Linked DNA regions of Mus musculus: region 2 is linked to region 1. The links are chromatin contacts, called in public HiChIP or PLAC-seq maps. All regions are on one chromosome and are shown on one strand. Each heading gives the region's core, a stretch centred on a gene start, on an enhancer-like site or on the middle of the called end of the contact. The rest is flanking DNA. Distances are from core to core; before and after follow the strand shown.

Evidence for each region. HiChIP or PLAC-seq counts read pairs in DNA pulled down with a chosen protein or histone mark.
Region 2: an H3K27ac HiChIP or PLAC-seq map of embryonic stem cells shows a contact between it and region 1, with 4 times the contacts expected there. The contact joins the promoter of Cyb5r2 here to the enhancer-like site in region 1. A contact is called at or near these places in 7 of 39 promoter capture datasets (the 3T3-L1 cell line, the C10 cell line, cranial neural crest and 4 more), 1 of 484 Hi-C or Micro-C datasets (nephron progenitors) and 6 of 115 datasets of contacts at active chromatin or transcription factors (all in embryonic stem cells).

The regions. Positions count from the first base shown.
Region 1 is chr7:107,235,868-107,238,461 of GRCm38.p6, forward strand. No RefSeq gene overlaps it. Among named protein-coding and RNA genes, the nearest start is that of Rbmxl2, 28 kb to the left of the region's middle. Within about 2 kb of position 1,309, at least 15 of the 459 cell types and tissues checked have an H3K27ac peak or open chromatin away from gene starts, as enhancers often do. A contact at or near this core is called in embryonic stem cells, where this site is marked.
Region 2 is chr7:107,756,737-107,759,330 of GRCm38.p6, forward strand. Cyb5r2 (cytochrome b5 reductase 2) reads right to left here and starts at 1,296. Exons shown (of 9, transcript NM_177216.4): 1 at 1,222-1,296; 2 at 449-575; 3 at 175-247. The coding sequence starts at 526.

The sequences.
Region 1 (2,594 bases), core at 59-2,558:
CACTCTACCCATGCCAGTGGGGTCATCGTCCTTTCAATGTCATTTCATTCTTTTAAGTTTTCTTCATTCTCCAAGCAATCAGATATTTATGAAATCCTAGTTCCCAGGACTGATCCCTCCTTTTGTGGATCACACAGTGGAACTCAACTAGGAATGATCTAGTCCTAGCCTTCTCTTGTATAGCTCTATTGAAGTGTACTAGAGGGAGTAGTCAGTTACCAGGGCTTGGGAAAGAAGTCAGTATAGTGAGCATTTAAATCTCTCCTACCTTGGCCCAAAGTGTTCTTCACTATATCAAAATAAATGTTTGACCTCAGAGATTGCTCAGTGGTTATGAACATGTGTTGTTCTTGCAGAGAACCCAGGTTTGATTCCTAGCTCCCATATGGAAGCCCACAACCATCTGTAATTTGAGTTCCAAGGGATCCAACACTATTCTGCCCTCCTTGGGAGTACTGCATGCAAGTACTCTTAACCACAGAGGCATTTCCCCAACTCTAGGCAGAGAGCTCTTTTATTCTAAGAATCAGACTTTGTTTTTCTCAAGTCAAAGATTTATGATACAGTGATTTTGTAAGGGAAGTCAGGTTTACTATGATATAGTGATCTTGGAAGGAATTATTTCTATAATTATAGTCTTCTGCGTTGTTTTCTATTTAGATAATTTAGAAAATGGCAAGTACATTGTAAAGCTTACTTTTTGCTAAGATTGATATATTAACAAATATATAATATATGTTATAGTAGCAATACATACTTATATATGTTTTATATATGGTATGCATGTTATATATAACATTATTATATACATATATGTTATTATAACTTACATGTATTAACTTGAGCTTTTCAACAGACCTATGAAATAAGTAGTACTACTCTTCCATTTTTTATGTAAGGAAACCATAGTGAAGAGGAAATCGGTTTTACAAGATATTTTGGTTCTAGAGTGGGTCCCAAACCAGATGTCTGGCTTTGTCATCTACATTCAACTAGCAAGGTCAGGCCTTGTTCCTGACAATTCTGTTTTCAGAACCCAGTGGCCTTGTCCTTGAACTTAAATGTAGTCACCTATAACCTTGAGAATTCTGTCTCTACAGATTTTCTGACATTGTACTTACTCCGTTCAGCAGCTGCTTCCAATCTGCATTCCTGGTGTTCAGATACCACCGGGTCAGACATTTTTCTGGGTTTGTTTGTGAGGGTGTTTTGGGTAAATTAGCATTTGAATTGGTAGGCAGAGTAAAGTATGGTCTCCTTTTGTGGATGGGTCTCTGCCCCTCAATTTGAATTCCTGGATAGAACAAAAGAACTCTGCTCGGAGAGAACTTCTGCCCCTGCAGACCTTGTAACTGGCTAACCTTGTAAGGAGAGGTGTCTACAAGTGTCTCTCTTTCTCTCTCTCTCTCCCTCCCCCCATATGTGTATGTTGTGCTTTAATTTATGTGTATGAGTCTGTTCATAATATACGCAAATTTCCATATCATGTATATGTACATATATTCTGTTAGTTGCTCCTTTCCATAAATCTGATTAATACAGAAACCAATTTTTACCAATAAGGGAAATTTTTAGTGATATGAACGTTTAGAAAAAGTTGAAAAGACTATATTAGATTTGCAAATATCATGTCATAAGTTCTTATAATGTGGTAGATTATGGAAAGACAAAAAAACAGGATGATAACACTTCTGCTAATTGGAAAGTTGACTTTAAAAGTATTAGAAATTATTGTTCACAAAATATACTACTACAGGAGAAAGGAAAGGAAGAAAAAAAAGAAAGAAAGATGCCAGGATGACTGTAGAGGGAGCTATCTGATCAGCTCAGATATTAAAGAACAACTTAATGATGAAAGAAGTTGAAACCAGTCTGCCCTTAAGGAGGGACTTACGAGACAGAAACAGAAAAAACAAAAGTAAACGGTTTATCCATAAAAGTTACATTCAAGTAATTGTAACATGCTGTAGGTAAAAAGGGTGGGATGCTTTATTCCCGGTGATAGGCCAGAAAGGGTGAGAGCTTGAGCCATGCTCTGCGGCTCTCTAGAGCACAGAGGAGACCTTGTCATCCTCATTCAGCACAGTCTTCTCTTCCCAGCTAAATCCTAGACTGCAGTATGTTGCAAAGAGCCTAAAAAGAGAGCAAAAGTATACTGTGAGGGTAGCCGTCACAGAGCCCCAGCCATGGACTTAAATTCCACCGTTGTTAGAGTATGCAACTCCAGACATTGCAAACATACTTATATTTAAAGTTCAGTCACTCAGCACTTATTTATTAAGTACTGACCTGTTCCTAACAGCATACAGACACTGAGGATACATAGGAGACAAATATAAGACAATCCCTTTGGAAGCTTGAAGAATCCCAGAACCCAGGCCAGAAATTGAGGATAGGTTTAGATTTAAACAAGAAGGTTCCAAACCTGGAGACACAGCCCATATTAACTATCTGGTGGACAATAGCTGTGAGATTTGGGGGTTTGGATCATAGATTCATCTCTTTATTCTGCTCTTACAGGCTAGTTTGTATTATCAACTTCATTGAAATAAATTAGAAATACTTGTGAAGAAACAATGTCCATTAAGGAATTA
Region 2 (2,594 bases), core at 46-2,545, 520 kb after region 1:
CCAAGTGGGACAATGGGGACACTGTCCTCAAGTCCAGCTGCCTATTCCCTCCATTCATGTGGTCCAGGGTTATATCAGTGTACCCTCCATATCCCACAAGAATGGGAATCCATTGCTAATAGGAGCCAAGTACTCAAACACTCAGACTTGGACATGTCACCAAGCACTGCTCACCGACAGGAAGCCCCAGGACATGGTCTGGTGAGGGCAGCCCAAAGCGGAACCTTCTGGTGTTGTGACTGATTTGCTGGTTAGAAAAAGAAGAAGAAGAAAGAGGTAGGCAGGTTCTGTTGACTCTCTAGGAGTTTTGCTTTGTGGTCCAGATCTTTAGAAAGGTGCTCCATTTGGTCCTGAGGTGACTGATCACCTCATATCCCCAGCTAGCATTCTCCCCCACCCCCACCCTCCCCTTTCACCTAACCAGAGGGAGGTTTAGGTGACCCACTACCTCCTTCTCAATCAAGGGCAGCGGGTACTTGGCTTCAGGGTCCTGTAAGGTGATAAGATCTTTCTTCTTGACACTCATTTTCTTCAGGGCTATGAGAATCGCAGTGGCCCCGGTGACAGGTTTGGTCCTGGCAGATACAGTGTGAAGACAGACCTCAGATTTCACCCATGCTGGGCTAGGCAGCTCTAAGCCTGGCTGATCTTATGTCTTACAGGACTAGCAGAGAGAAAGGTATTAATACAGAAGGCTCTCTCTGGGACCAGCGTGCAGAGGTTAGCTGCAGGTCCAAGAAGACCCCTGGACCAGGCTTGACACCTATCCCAGAGTGCTAGTGTCTCCAGGCCCTCATTGGTCATCTGCCTCCATCCTGGGGGGAATGACTGTGGGATCCTTACCAGCTAACAGCAAGGCTGGGGACAGAGCTCACCTCTCTAGAGACTTGCCACACTCACTTCGGATTCCGCTGGAGCAGTGGAGCAGTGAGTGGCTTGGGGACTCACTAGCACCTTCCTATGAGTAACTGAGGCAAACATATACCTGTAAGAGGCGTGGCCAACCTCCCTATAATAGCCCTCAACTCCACCCAGCTCCTCCCTCACTAGGCCAGTTTGTTCTCATCCCAACCTGTTGCAGAAAAGTCTGCAGCTTAGCCCTGAGGCCCACTGTCCCAACCAGCTGGGAAACCGCCCGTGAATCCTGCCTCGGCCACCGCCTGCGGCTGTTCGCCTAGCCCCGGGTTCCTTCCTGCCCCGCGCTTTCCCGGCAGAACTCACCTGGAGCGAGATGCCTGACTTATCCTCGAGATGAACAGTGCCTTTGATGGTGGGGATGATGAAACATCCGGCAGTGGCCGCTGAGGAGCTGACTCCTGCCCCATAGCGACGGATTCGAGCTTCTGTGTCACATGACTCTGGCACAGGACTAGCCTGGCGCTTCTGCAGCTGGCCGGGTGGGAATGGGGCTTATCTCCAAGATCCCTATGCAGGGATCCCTCTGCTTCTTGACTTTCCTGCGCATGTCAGCAGCCTTGAGGAAAATTCAGCCTCCCCAGCTTGTTAAGAGCCTGGCAAGATGAAGGAAGGGGTTGCTGTAAACTTGTTTACAATGCAAACTGAAGAAGAGTTGCAGCCTAGAGGAAGACTGCATATCTTATTTAACATGCTTCCTGAGCTGCTACCCTAGCCTCCCAGGACCAAGTGTTTGCAGGATTGGGGTGACTGCAGCCAGTCTTTAGTGGGAGACCGGACCGGACTCTCAGAGGCAGGATGAGAAGTTCAGATTATGAAGATTCTTCACAATGCATTTCAGAACCTTGGTTTCCTCTTCCACGCTTGCAAGTGGCAAAAGGAAAACTCATTTCATAGTGAGTTAAAGGTCAACTTTGGCAACTTAGTAAGACTAGCTTAAAGTTGAAAAGCAAACACACAAGCCGGGCGTGGTGGCGCACGCCTTTAATCCCAGCACTTGGGAGGCAGGGGCAGGCGAATTTCTGAGTTCAAGGCCAGCCTGGTCTACAAAGTGAGTTCCAGGACAGCCAGGGCTACACAGAGAAACCCTGTCTCGAAAAACCAAAAAAAACACAAACACCAGCCCAACAACAACAACAGCAGCAAAGGACTGAGATACAGGACATGGTTACCTTAGCTTGTGCGAGTCCCTGAGTTTTTAGTCTCTGGTATAGAGAGGGGGAAAGCCCAGATTGTAAAATGGTATTTCATGAAGGTATTTGCATCAAATCATTAGCTCCAACGAGAGACATGTACCCCCAACAGCAGGACTAGGAAGCCTCAGGTCCCCAGAACTGAAGTTAGAGGCAGTTGTCAGCTACCCAGTCTGGATGCTGGAAGCCAAATTCTACTTCTCTATAAGAGTGAGTTCTCTTAACTGCTGAGTCATTTTTCCAAGTCTTAAAATAATCTTTGCTATATAAATAGTTTCCCATTATTATAGATGAAATCAATTCACACAGTAATGAGATGAATATACTCCTTACTTTTACAAGAAGAACTAAATCTTGGCTGAATATTTGATTCCACACAAGGTAGTTGAGGAATCTTCAATGTTTTTCAGAGTTCATAGATTTTTTTAAATATATATATAATTGTTGATGCTGAAACTCAACATTTTGTACATACATAGGAAAAAA